2 separate regions of the Anas platyrhynchos genome follow, and region 2 is linked to region 1. The links are chromatin contacts, called in public Hi-C maps. All regions are on one chromosome and are shown on one strand. The core of a region is the stretch at or near the end of the contact, and the rest is flanking DNA. Distances in the headings are between cores, read along the strand shown.

Region 1 (6,748 bases), core at 1,874-4,373:
GATCTGAAGCTGATTGATATTGTGGGAATAAAAATGTTGTTTTTGCAGAGTTACATTGTTTAAAGGTAAGGAATGTGGTATTGAGGTATGCTTGCAGTGATCAGAAAACTTAGCAGGCAACCTTGTAAAATGCAGACAACCAGACTCTTTAGAACAATTAGGTGAAAATCGCAGTGTCAAGTCAGATAAGTGAAGAAACATTACCACTTCAAACAGTAAAAAAAGTCAAAATAAATTTGAAATTTAACAGGCTGGCAACTGAAGGCCATGCATTATCTGTGAAGCATCAGATAGATTATGAACCTGGATTACCCACTCAGTGGGGAAACAGGGCAGGGTCCTGCCATCAAAAAGTGTATAAACTGTGTTTTGGAACTAGTAGGTGCACTCTCCTGCTTGTGGGGCGCCCGCCATTGCAATTGCGAATAAAATTGCTGCTTCACTGAGATCCTTGCCTCAGCCTATGTTATTGGCTACAGAGTGTTTCTCACAATATTCTGAAGCTGCCTGGCTCTAGTGACAGGAGACAAGTGAAAAGCTACTTCTTAACAAATCTGACCCACCCAAAGCCAGAAATCCGTGCAATGACTTTGCAAAGGGAGAGTGATGCTGAATGAGGCAGCTCTGTCTGGATGCTTGTCCCGAGTCAGTTCAATAGCATTTCCCTGCTCCTGGAAAGTCATTTTGCAGCTACACACCACAAAGCCAAACTCTACAGGCACAGGTAATCAAGCAGGATAAAATAACTACACCGAAAGGAATGTAAAAATAAATTGTTCAGAAAACGCTTGTACTACAGCTGACTAGAACGTTGTATGTGATTTTTCTTATTATTTGATTCAGTTTAACTGTCACAATTACATTTTATGTATACAGGGCTTTTGAAGCAAGAAATGTAAATACATTCTTCTGACGGTCATAAAAATAGATTAGTGCTGTTATTTACAGAACAAAAATTAAGAAATCTCATAAGTTCCCAGAAAGATTTTTCAAAAAAAGTCAACACACCCAAAGTTTTTGGATTCATTTGGAGAATCTGGTTTAGATAAAGGTGAGACATTTAATTTCACCTTCAGCCTTCCACACTGTGTGAAATAAGTCAAAATATAAGGTTTTATGAAAATGTTTTCTTCCAATTTTATAAAAACTGATATAGTCTCATAGGATCTTTTTTTCTCATACTTTGCACTTTCTACTAGAAAGTGTTCTTGCCCATGCTGAAAGTATGGTCCCAATACTTGAGAGAAAAAAGCAGGAATGGTGGCACTAATTTTAAACTACTTTATCAGTAGATAAATGATGAGTGGTTTATAACTGCTCTACCTTTTTTACAAGACAAAGGGCACTTGGCAAAGACTCTTTTGTTTTAAATAAGTCAACAGTTTTTGCAGTCAACAGCTAGCTGGTGTTTGAAGGAATGCAAGATAAAGAGCAATAAGAAACTTCAGCACATTCACTACAGGACTTTGACAGCAGCTCTGTGATTACAAGGAGGATGTCAGGTTACCAGACATCTTCCCTCTGCGCTGTACTAGGCAAAGAAGAAGGTACTTTAAGGAGCACAACAAGAAAAATGATTTTTCTCCAATTTAACCTTAACATCGTTGTGAATTACTCAGGTAAGGTTACAGGGCAACCTGGATGCAGTAGTTTTTGTTGACATGTTCACTTTTGCCTCTGTGGGTTAAGTTTATAGAGAGTGGACATGCCTGAAATTGCACCTTAATATTTGTTTTCACTACCGATTTTTTTCCCATTGTCATTTAATGACAGCAGGGATCCCAGCAGTCATCTTCCCTGCTGGAGAAAAAGAACAAATGCTGGTGACGACTGTTCATTTTCTAGTCTTTGCTTATAGAGCTGCCAGAATCTGGCTGCCTCTGATGTCGGCCAGGACGGAGGGGAGTGGGGGATAGTACAATAGCCACACCATTATGGTGGAAAAGTAACACCTCAGTTCCTCGCAATGAATGTTAGAACAATAGGTCTCCGAATTGTCCTCTGGTCTTTAAGGGACATGGATGGATTTCTGCTTTCTGCAAGTCCTGACTTTGGTGCATGGCATCAGATTTGACAGACATTGTACCCATTTCAAACTTTTTGTGCTTTACTGAAACACTGGTTAACAAGGACACTGACTGGATCAAAGTAATCCATTATTTTCAGTTTTGAAGGTTCTGTCAACAAACAAAAAATCTGTGTTGCATGGGTGTATCTATATGGCAACTCTTTCTACAGTTATGTTAGATTTTACTATCCGAGTGAGGCAATTGTAAAGTAAAGGAGATGAAATCTGCATGAGAGATTCTTGTCCACACACACATTATTTACCTGAGGAGCGAGATACACTGCACTGTTGCTACCTTTCCTTTGGATAGAGATTTCAGCTCCCTGATGCCCCGAGTAAACAACACATTTGGCCTCTGCCATGTGTACCTGAGATTCATGGGTGAGTGATAACTGCCCTGTGTGTCATCCTGTCAGTGAAGGGACAGACAAAACACAAATCTTGAATGTAACCCTAGGTCGAATGTGTAGTGAATACTACGTGGTTCCAGAAATAGTGTCCTCTTTTTAGTTTCTGCTCCTAACTGCTTTCTGGTTTTGAGCACTCTTACCCGACTTGTCCTTGTAGCCCTGACATGTTTGAGCAGCGCTTGAGCTGCGGCTCTGCAGCGCAGGGACTCTTGTACTAAAGTGTGCGTGGCACGGACTGGGGCTCTCTGGTGCGACCACAATTAAACACTTGGGGGAAAACAAGCCTTAAGTGCTGGCTGACATCCTCGGACTGAGCGGGAGACTGCTTTTGGCGGTGGCCGTGCACAGATGCTGCACCAGCGATCGTCCCTGGAGGAATCACATAGAGAGGCGAGGCGAGGCAAGGAGTGGGAGAAGCGAGTCATATGCAGAGCTGCGGTGCCTCACGCAGGACACACCGTGCCAGAGCCAAAAAGTGCAGCCTGCATCACCTCACAGTCTGTGCGTCCCTCCCGGAGGCAGCTCTGCGGGCCGGGGCTAGGCCTCAGGCTCCAGCTCCGTTTTTCCGCCGGCGGGGCGCCGGGGTCGGGCCGGGCGGAGCGGGGCGGTCCCGGGGGCTGTCCGGGGGCGGTCCGGGGGCGGTCCGGGGCCGGCCGTGAGGCTTTAGGGCGGCGGAGGGCAGCGGCTGGCCTGGGAACGGAGGCGGCGCGGGAGGAGGCGCTGCCCGCCATGGAGGAGCTGGGCTGGCTGGCGGCGCGGCTGGGCGCGGCGTGGCTCGCCATGGTGCTCGCTCTCATCGTGCTGCCCTCGGCGCTGGGCGTCTCGCTGGGCATCTCCGAGGCCTACATGTGGGTGCTGGTGAAGACGCTGGAGGTAGGCGGGTGGGCTGCGTCTCGTCGCCCCTTCCTGCGCTCTGTGAGGGGGGTGAAGGTGCCCCTGGTTCCGCTCCGTGCTCTGGCTGAAGGGGGGTGCCCGCTGAGCGGAGCCCGGCTCGGCCACGCGGCCCGCCGGGGTGCGAAGAGCGCTCGGCACCATTTTGTCGCCTGGGAGTGGGGCTGGGGGGGTGGGCGTGAGGAGATGGCGGCTGGTGGGGCCCCCTCCTCGTGGGCAGGAGGGAGGGCTGCACCCCCATGGTGAGCAGGGGAGGTGAAGTCATCGCCTGTGGGGTCCGTGGGGGTGCGGTGTACATCAGTATTTTGTCACGGTGAAGAGGCTTTGTCACGCTTGGTCTTGTTCTCCGAGGTCTTCGCTTAAAAATTGCTTCAGTGCCTTAAAGATCCATGGTACTTTAAAGAAAAGTACTGAGAAAGTGAACGGGTCCTTCTCTTTAAAATCGTTGAAGAAGTGCCAATGTCCTAATCAAAATGGCATCTCTTCAGTAGATGTGTTTTAAGGCTCCTGGTGAGAATGGGCATATTTGAGGTGTTTTCTGAGCGTGTGGGACGGATCTCTTCTTATGTAGCGTCAACGGTGTGAGAATAACTTGAGGCTACAAAAACAAGTTGCTGCTGGGATTAAGAATGGATAGCAGGAGCTGATGAGGTGAAGGTTGGTCTGCCTGAAGGAGCGTGCAGATGGCCTAGTGAGATAGCCTTGTTTGACCAACTTGCTTTTACCTGTGACAAACTGCTGTTCATCGTGCTTAATTCTTATCTCATTGTCACTATAGCGTTGTCAAATGCAGCAGCAAAAAGTGACTTGAAGTGTCTTGGGCCGGCATACAGAGAAGCAGCTGACAGCATGCTGATGATGGTGGCCTGCTGGTCTGGGAGTATGAGCTGTTGGGATGCATACGGGAGGAAATAATATATTTTGGGAGATGTGGTTAGATCTGCTTCTGGAGGTACAGGTGCAGTTCTGTGATCTGTTTCTTCATAAATAGATGCAATTTATAATAAAGAACATGTATTACAAATAGACTAATCTTTAATACTTTTAAAATGTGTTACGTTGTTGTATTAATGTATTTACATATAACAGGTTTCTCTTTTATTTGTATATATGTCAATATGAATTATATTTCAATAAAATGAGAAGGGTTCTGAGGTGAAGAGTCTGAAGATATACCTGCTTCACTTATTGGGTGGATAAGATCAGTGCCATGTAGACAAAATGATTTTGACTTGAGGAGTGTTCGTTCCATCAGGACACCTGCTTAGGGAGAAGACTGCACAGAACATGTTGTTGAGGTGTCCCCTTCTTCTTGGCTCATGAATATGCTTGCCTCAGCAGCTTGATGTAAAATTGATTCGAAGCAGCATGTGCAAGAGGCCCTGAAGATAGATGTTGTAACTGACTTTTTCCTGCCAAAAATAATACTAACAATGGAAAGTGGTAAATGCATAGTTGCTAGCCTTGTGCAACTGTGCTGTCTGAAACTTCCTGGGCTGTTGAGTTGAATCTGCAGGCTTTCTACTGAGTAGCAGTAGACTGCTTTGGAGCAGTGTTGAGTCAGGATGCAGCAGTCTCAGGCAGGTGAGGTGTTTTCCAACTGTGGCAACCTCAGCAGCTTCCTGAGGCTTCTTTCTTTCTGGCTTCCAGCCTTGGATCTCCCAGAAAGGCTCCTATCTTTGTAGAGCAGTGTGATCCTTGGGTCCGTATAACACTTAGTATTGCACTGCTGCAGCCTTCGTTGCTCCTTTGGGCTGAGTGTATGAACTGTTGGCCAAGTGGTGGCAGTCTGTGGACTCTAGCTGAGTATGGATTTAATCTCTCTTCTTGCCTGTTTTTAACTCCCTGTTGGCACAATAGGAGGATACAGTGACTGTGCAGTTGAATTTCTGTGCAGTTTTATGTTAGCTAACATTGTGTGCATTTTGTAGAGGTTATCTGTTATGCGGGTCCAGCTTTGCAATCTTGGGCAGAATAGTCCAGGGGCTAGGTAACTGGGTTTGCTCTGAAGCATGTGGTGTCTGCTGGCACACTGTCATGGCACACAGACATATGCCTCTGGTGTGCAGTTGTCTTTGAGGCTGTGGTATGGAGTCAGATGAGGATGATACTGGACTCACACTGGAGTTTTTGCCTGCCAATACAAATAAATCTACTTATGCTTCTTTGAGGATGTGTGATGCTCACTTCCAGTGCTGCTAGTGTGGCCTGAGAAAAGGGAAGGGCTCATTTAAAGAACAATGTGTTTTTGTCAGTAATTTCAGATGAATAGAATACTAGAGAGATCAGTTGGTGCATAGTACTTTGTCTGTGCTGAGCTGCCTTGGCAAGGAACGTTATTCTAAGCAAAATGCAGCATGTACAGACAGCATCACTGAGGAAGTTATGTTTGACTGCATTGTTTGTGTTTAAACACCCAGTATTGTACTGGGGTTGACCCGCTTTATATGGAGTGGGTAAATACATGTACTGGCTGTACTATATGAGAAGGCGAGGAAGAAGTGAAGAGCATGACTTGACTATACTAATGGCAGAGGATTGCTGTTAGAAAACTTGGTTTCCCCCATCACAGACATACTGCTTCTGAATTGATTTGCCACATTGAGAGAAAATGGCTTGCTTTATTCTGCCTATGGCTTCCCTTTCAGTATGGAAATAATATCTAGTGCAACGTTAGCATGTGTTTGTTTTTTAAATGTTGGATTACTGCTACAGAAGCTTCTCCTTCAGCTGTTGGCTCCTGTGAGGAGTTCCTCAGACTACTGGTGCCCTGCTGTGTTGATGCTTACAGAATCACTTGCAACAGAAGTATTTCTAACACCCTCAGGTAGCTTCCAGTTGTTAATTTTGTGCGTTGTTCCTTCTTGGTGTCAATCACACACTTCCTTCCATCAAGGCTTTCCAATTCCAGGGCTCTTTGTTAGCAGAAAAAACATTTATTGACTTACTTTTGCTTTGAGTGCGGTAATGTGCAGCAGATGCTTGGAGTGCTTGGAGTCATAGGTGTGTTAGCATCACGTAACTGATCTGTCTGGGATTAATAGCGGCCCTTCTAAAAGAAGTTTCTAATAGTTTTTTTTTATGCTGCCCTGCAGGGAATGCACTTTGACTAGGCAAGGGTGTAACAAAAGTTTGGTAGCTATGAGGTGGAAGCCCCAGTGCTGGTGTTACAGATGACCTTGGCAACCCAAAGGAAGCTAAACTTGGGAAGAATAAACCTGGGGACAATAAGGATCTTTGGGTGCCACTGGTGAAACCAATAGTCCCTGGCTCTGTGGGCTGTGCTGTGCTCCTTCCCCAGCACTCAAGGCGGCAGTAGCTCTCTCCTGAACCGCCATCAGGGTTGGGAGCTATGGTATGTGGCGTAAGGGTGGGGAAG
Region 2 (6,748 bases), core at 1,402-3,901, 90 kb before region 1:
TTTGCAGCCCTAAGTTTATTAAGTCAAATTCCAAAAATCAGTCTTAATTACTTCTAAAATAGCACATTCTTTTGGTTTTACAAGCTTCACCTAAAACCTTGAGCTTGGGAGGGAAATGATTTTTCACGTCTATGATCTTTAACACGCATGTCAATAAAGAACACTAAGCCACCATTCCTGTTTTGTGGAAACCGCTGGATGAGAAAGGAGCTACTTTTGATTTAAAACAAACCAATATTCTATATGAACACATTCTGTAAAGAAGCATTTTAAATAATCTCTCTGAGATCCTCCAACTCACATAGATGCATCCTTTCTGAATGCAAGTCTCTAATCACTCCTAGCAATCAGACACTACTATTTTCTAAGTAACGTGATTAACAGGGAGCATTCAGGACAAGTTATTCCTAACTTCAGGCACATACAGCACTTTCCTACTTCAAGGAGCAATAGCCGCATCATCCTACTGGTTCCAACGCTTTTACACAGCAGGTTACACAGCAGGTATGTGGGACAATTTCATCAGACACTGCTCCTTACAGTGTGGCAGTGTACACAATACAATGTGATTTCTTCTATCATTGTTTCAAAGGTCACTTGTCAAACACAGCAGCTGACTGCCTGTGTGGCTAACACACTTAGTTCTTTTTAGTGCCTCAGAATGAGATGTCTGAATCAAATGCACTCAAATGTTTTTAAGTTATATGTCTAAAAAATCATACTGGTACAAATAGCGTGATTTTCTGAGGTCAAGAGCAGAATTTCTGTAAACACATTTCTCTATTTATCTAAACAGAGAATTAGTGTTCTGGTTTAGAACATCTAAATTTGAAAGCGCCTGCCCTAAAACTTCTAGCAAGCAAATAATATGTTTGCTGCTGTGCTGCAAATCTGCAGAAGCATAAAGCCCTTTTAACACAAAGTCGCTAGACACCTAACTTAATCCATTATTTGCTAGCTTTAATTTCTCAGCCATTCTCACAGGCTTACCTGCCACAAGCCGCTACACCAGTGGCCTTTTTGTTACACACATTGCTCTGTTAACCAGAAGTCTTTCCTCTTAAAGAATTTGGGCTCCCGGAAATCTGAGCACAGGGTTTTCACCTCATGTGATAACAGCAGAATGTTTTTGCAGGTGTCTTTCTTCAGCAACAGAAAATGAACACACAGTGAAGTTCACGTCTTAGCACCAAAATAGAAGTTTCACCACAAATGCTGGTGGAGTGAGTGCCTGATTATTATTATTTTTCAATTCATATTGTTTAAAGGCAACATATCACTCTGAAGAAACCAATGGGCCTGCCCTTTATTTATCTATCTTGCTTTTTTCAGTGGACGTGAAAACTTTGTCCATGCAAACAGGGTATTTAGCAGTAGATATCTACAGAGTGCTTCTGAGGAAGTGTATGTTACTTCTTGTGATGTAGATACACTTGCTTTCATTTTTCCTTTACTTTCTCTATTCAAGACCAGGTGTTCCGAAACTGCCAATTGTTTTTTGCTACTATACCCATGGCCTTTTATTATCTTCAGAGTCATGACCAATCCTGATAGAAAGCTCTGAGATACATGTATGTGCAGGACAATATCAAACACTCGTGTCTCCAGTGTAATCTTCAACGACAAAGTGCGCAAGGGATGGTCTTACACGGGCATCTGACAAACTCCCCACCCTGAACTGGAATCTCTTTCATGCACAGAGATCACATATGTGAAATGTGACAAGCACATATGATAAAAAGATTAACATATCCCTGTTCATCTCAAGGGTCTTGTCTCCCACTCTTCCTCACTTTGCTCCCTCTGTTTCTTAAGCATGTTCTCCCTCTATAAACACTGTTATTCAGAATGCATTTTCTTTCTGTATGCTCTTCAATCCTTTTGTATGCCTCAACTAATAAACACCTCGTCTACTTAATTTTTTCAGTCTGACTGCCACTGCTTTCATTTAACTGTCAGCATTATTCATTAGTGAAAACTGCACTAAACATATACTGAAAACTACATGAAACTATACTAAAGCAATATACTGTGATTAATACAGATCAGTAGTAATAGTACTACTACACATTTAATGCTGTGTCGTGGTTTAACCTGTCCGGCAGCTAAACACCACGCAGCCGTTCACTCACCCTCCCCCTCCGGGACGGGGGAGAGAAATGGAAAGTGAAGCCCGTGAGTTGAGATAAAGACAGTTTAATAAGACAGGAAAATAGTAATAATAATACAATGATAATAATAGTACTACTAATAATAATGTGTACAAACAAGTGATGCACAATGCAATTGCTCACCACCTGCTGACCGATGCCCAGCCTAACCCCGAGCAGTCCGGCCCCCTCCCCTAGCTAGCCACCCCTATATATTGTTCAGCATGACCCCAGATGGCATGGAATACCCCTTTGGCCAGTTTGGGTCACCTGTCCTGGGTCTGTCCCCTCCCAGCTCTTACTGCACCCCCAGCCTGCCCGTTGGCAGGACAGAGCAAAAGGCTGAGATGTCCTTGGCTTAGTATAAGCACTGCTCTGCAACAATTAAAGCATCGGGGTGTTATCAGCGCTCTTCTCATCCCAAGCCAAAACACAGCATTCCACCAGCAACTAGGAAGAAAATCAACTCTGTTCTAACTGAAACCAGGACATGCTGACATAGCAAACATGCCATACTTAACAGAATGTCAGTTGCCTACAAGATTTGCTCACCTCTCAGATACATAGCAGGGCAGAAAAATCTCACAACAAAGGAAACTAAGTTCTGCTGATTAAAAAAAAAGAAACGAGCTAAAGATACAACCTACCAACACTGGCTTTAGAGAGACTTTACTTTCTTGAGATTCTGGTTTGTGGTATTTCTCTGCTTAATCTAACGAGAACAGTAGCACTGCAGTAAACAGAACCACAGCACATAAAGTCAAAACTACAAGCTGGGACTTAGCTGATAATACCACTAGAGTTCAGTACAGGAAAAGAAAAGAAAGTGCTACATGTTCAGTCAGTACAAGGCATTCCTTCCGTTCATATCGTAAACCCAGATATCAATCTTAATTTTTCAAAAACTGCCAGCAATTTTTAAATTACCATTTAGTCACTACCACCTCAAAAATACCTGTATTGTAAGTTCTGTCATTTTTTGTACTTTCTTGGTTTTACCTCTCAACATGCAGAGCTTCTTGTAAACTGCGGTATGGTACATTAAGCAAAACCCATGTATGTTTCTTTACCTTGGAAGCTTATCTAGCAGTGTCTTCAGTTCCTCACATATGAGTTTAACTAGACCACTGTTTATATTTCGGTATGATACATCAATCATGAAGATATAAGCTGGTGGATTTGGAGGCTTGTTATTCTATGGAAAAAATATTCACAGAGAAAATTAGACAGTGTCCTGTTATGTCAAAAAGATTTACAAAAAGGTACCATAGGGCAATCTAAATACTGTGTTTAGTCATTTGAAAAATGCTATGAATTAGAAAGAGTAATTATTACAGAAAGATGGCATGTCCTGGGTAAGCACCATCCTTGGAATAAACTGTACTACTGGAAAATAGATCCTAATAGAATAAAATACGTAAAGGATAAAAGTTTATTAGATAAGACGAAATACTAGCATTTTCTATTGGAATTCAAGTGTTTAAACAAATTTGTTTCTGTATTCCATATATGCTTACACAATACCATTTTGTTTACAGAAATGCTTAAATTCAGTTTTTGTTAACATTTGCCTCTAAAAACTGTTAAGCAATTTCTAACCAATCTGGAAACAGAAAATGTGACTTAGGTACTGAACCAGAATTAAAATACTGCAATCTCTAGCACCACCAACTGTTCATCAGCATCTTCTCTGTCTTGCTTTCTCATGCTCCAGTACACTCTGGACAGATAAGAAAACTGTACTTTCAGGAATAAGCTGATTTTCTGTAAGATAATTAAAGCACTAGAGTGTAATGCTCGATGTATGCAACTGCTACATACAGAGCAGCGACTCAGACTGGTACAGATTCCTTTTGGCACAGCTTCTTAGCCACAGTCATACATAAGAGACATTTAAGTAGCATACATATTGTCATATACACTACTGACCAAGCTTCTGTAACTAACAAGATGATGATTGTTTTATTTTTGTTTATAAACAAAGTAATGTAATGCTTACTGATGTGCCCAGGAAGATCATATAGAGTGCACATAGCAACAGTAATCATCATGGGCCTAGCCGTATGCCTAAATTCAGTTTTTCTAATTCTCATTAAGATGAGTAGTGGTCATTACCTGGTGTCAAGTTCAGGACAACTTTTGCATTATAGTTACATATGCTATTTCACTGCCTTCATATAAAGACTTCTGACCACTTACCAAATTTTACTCATTACAAATAATCTGCAGAAAACTCCATATAACAAAAAAATCATCTAATCCTTGAAATATGACTTATCCATCGTCATATCCTCAGAACACATAAAATTGAACATTATACCCTTGATCTCACTTCATTTGAATCACGTAAATCAAGATTAACTCTTGTCAACTAAAACCAGACAGTAATTTTAAAACCTGTTCTGTTTTTTGCATTTGGATTCTAGTTTCAAAAAACATATCAAACGCTACTTTCTGAACTCTCGTAGCACATCTCTATTTATAAAGAATTCCTACGTAATTTCTAACAAATATATGGCAGAAATGAGAATTTGTGCTCTTGCCACATCCACTGAGCAGGAGCACAATAATGCAAAACAGCTGTTATTAACTTTTTTTAGCCATTCATCCTTGTCATTTGATAAGCACAAAAGGAAATGGCTTTTCAGTTCTGGTCTTAAACTGATTTATAAAAGAACTAAACTTTTCTAACTTGGAGCAAAATGAGAAAATAACGTTAACTTCTCTAAAATTTAATGACTTAACATTGCCAGTGTGAGTGCTGATTTTATCAGATTTATTTTTTGTAACATTCTGCTGAGTCTATGGAACAAGAAGACAAACCATGCTGGATGGCTTATCACAGAAGCTCCCTCATTTAAACTATATGGCACATTCACTGCACTGAAAGCAAGACTGTGATGATGAACATCGGTTACTCAATAGGGAAAACTGAAAATCGAATGGAGCTATTCAGTATACACATTTTCAAAAGCTTAGCTGCAGAAAGCAGCAAAGCTGAACCAAATTTGATGGATGTACACCAAGGATCCCACACTATTTCTATAATGCCCCATTACAGCCAGAGTTCTCTCCCACCCTGGGGTTTAATGCAGATGTCAATGGAATCTCTAAAGGCAGTCTCAGGGATTTCAGTGGACTTGGAAGCAGTACCCCTGTGAGAGACCAGAATTAAAACTTGTTCATTTCTTTGTACCAGAAATAATCTGATGGTCTGAGGAAGTTACTTGTACCTACTTCAAGGCTTTGTTGGATTGAACCGCCTTTCCTAATTTTATCATATCCGCATTCCACCGATGGAAAGAAAATTCCACCCAATTCAGAAAGCACCAAAAAATATGTCCATGCTGCTGTGGGAAGATGAGGTCACACTAGGAATTTTGAAAAATTTTGTAAAAAAGTTTGAAAAGCTTAAATAATTTATGCTTTGGGAAGTACAAAATATAGCTATCTAATAAAATCAACTACAAATACTTCCAGTGGCTTGAGTAGACTTTGGATCAAGTTCTTAATTAATTATTAGGAGAGAGAACCCATTCAACTTACTGGTCAGAACACTAAAACTACTCATGCCAAGACAAGATTCAAATTCCCATGCTAAGGTTTGAAAAGCTGAGAAGGCAATTCAGGTGCATGTTGGTCTGCAAAATTAGTAAGTCATGCAGCTAAAATGCAACGCTGCATCAGAATTTGAACTATAGCCTCTGAACATCCTCTAAATGCTTCCAAGGACCAAACCAGCATCTCAGTTGAAGACTTGTGACCCACGACTTTGAGAAACGATTTATTACTGTTAGTTGCTAGTCTCCATCCAGCACAAAAGAGCAAAACATTATTGTAAGCTTAAATCCTCCACATCTGCACATTTTCTAAAATGTTCTTGGACTCTGATATTCAGCTTGTAAGTGCATTTACTCCAACACAGGTACTTAAAGGATTTTGTTTGTTTTGACATCAAATCATAAATAATTTTGCGTATTGGAAATACTCACTCGGCAATAATCCAAAGTAGCAACATATTCATATGATCCCAGAGATAGCTCAGGTCTTTCATAATGGTCTACCCGTCGGCCAATGTGGTCCAGATGTTGAAAGAAGAACGGCGGGACTAAAAACCAATACAAGAGCAGGTAAAAAAAACGTTTACAGTGTGGAGAGGAACAACCCAACAACTCTTTTCAATAGTTATCATGTAGTAACATAGGCTCCTCTGTTATTGATCAAAGAGGTGTGTAAATTTTAGCCAGGTTATGTTTTTTTCTTCAAACTGATTTAAGAAAACAAACAAACCTCACAACATCCTGGTAATGTGAGCTTCTCTTGTATTAGGAGAATACAGCAAATTCCCCTTTGAATGTCAATTTTCTCTTATCTCTACCCTGTCAAGCTTGAGTAGGTAAAACTGACCCAGGTTATTTCCACAGGTCTGCTATCCTCAGGCTACAGACTAAATGATGGCTATTTTGTTAGAAAGATACCATCTACTCAAAGCTCAATTCACATCACCGGAGTTAAAAACAGCACTTTTCCTAAAGCCTGTGGTGCTTTATGCAACATTACCATGCACTGGAAATAACTCTGCAACATTCACAAACCTG

Evidence for each region. A called contact is a pair of places that touch in the nucleus more often than the background predicts.
Region 2: a contact with region 1 is called in a Hi-C map of small yellow follicle, with 4 times the contacts expected there. The contact joins the enhancer-like site here to the promoter of LOC101797414 in region 1. A contact is called at or near these places in 2 of 8 Hi-C or Micro-C datasets (small yellow follicle and subcutaneous adipose tissue).

What each region holds. Positions count from the first base shown.
Region 1 is chr4:4,081,061-4,087,808 of IASCAAS_PekinDuck_T2T, reverse strand. It overlaps LOC101797414 (glycerol-3-phosphate acyltransferase 3), which reads left to right and starts at 3,123. Exons shown (of 12, transcript XM_072036812.1): 1 at 3,123-3,351.
Region 2 is chr4:4,170,829-4,177,576 of IASCAAS_PekinDuck_T2T, reverse strand. It overlaps LOC101797052 (protein transport protein Sec24D), which reads right to left. Exons shown (of 23, transcript XM_038178985.2): 10 at 6,143-6,258; 11 at 3,221-3,345. Among named protein-coding and RNA genes, the nearest start is that of METTL14, 50 kb to the left of the region's middle. Within about 2 kb of position 2,651, at least 4 of the 8 cell types and tissues checked have an H3K27ac peak or open chromatin away from gene starts, as enhancers often do. A contact at or near this core is called in small yellow follicle, where this site is marked.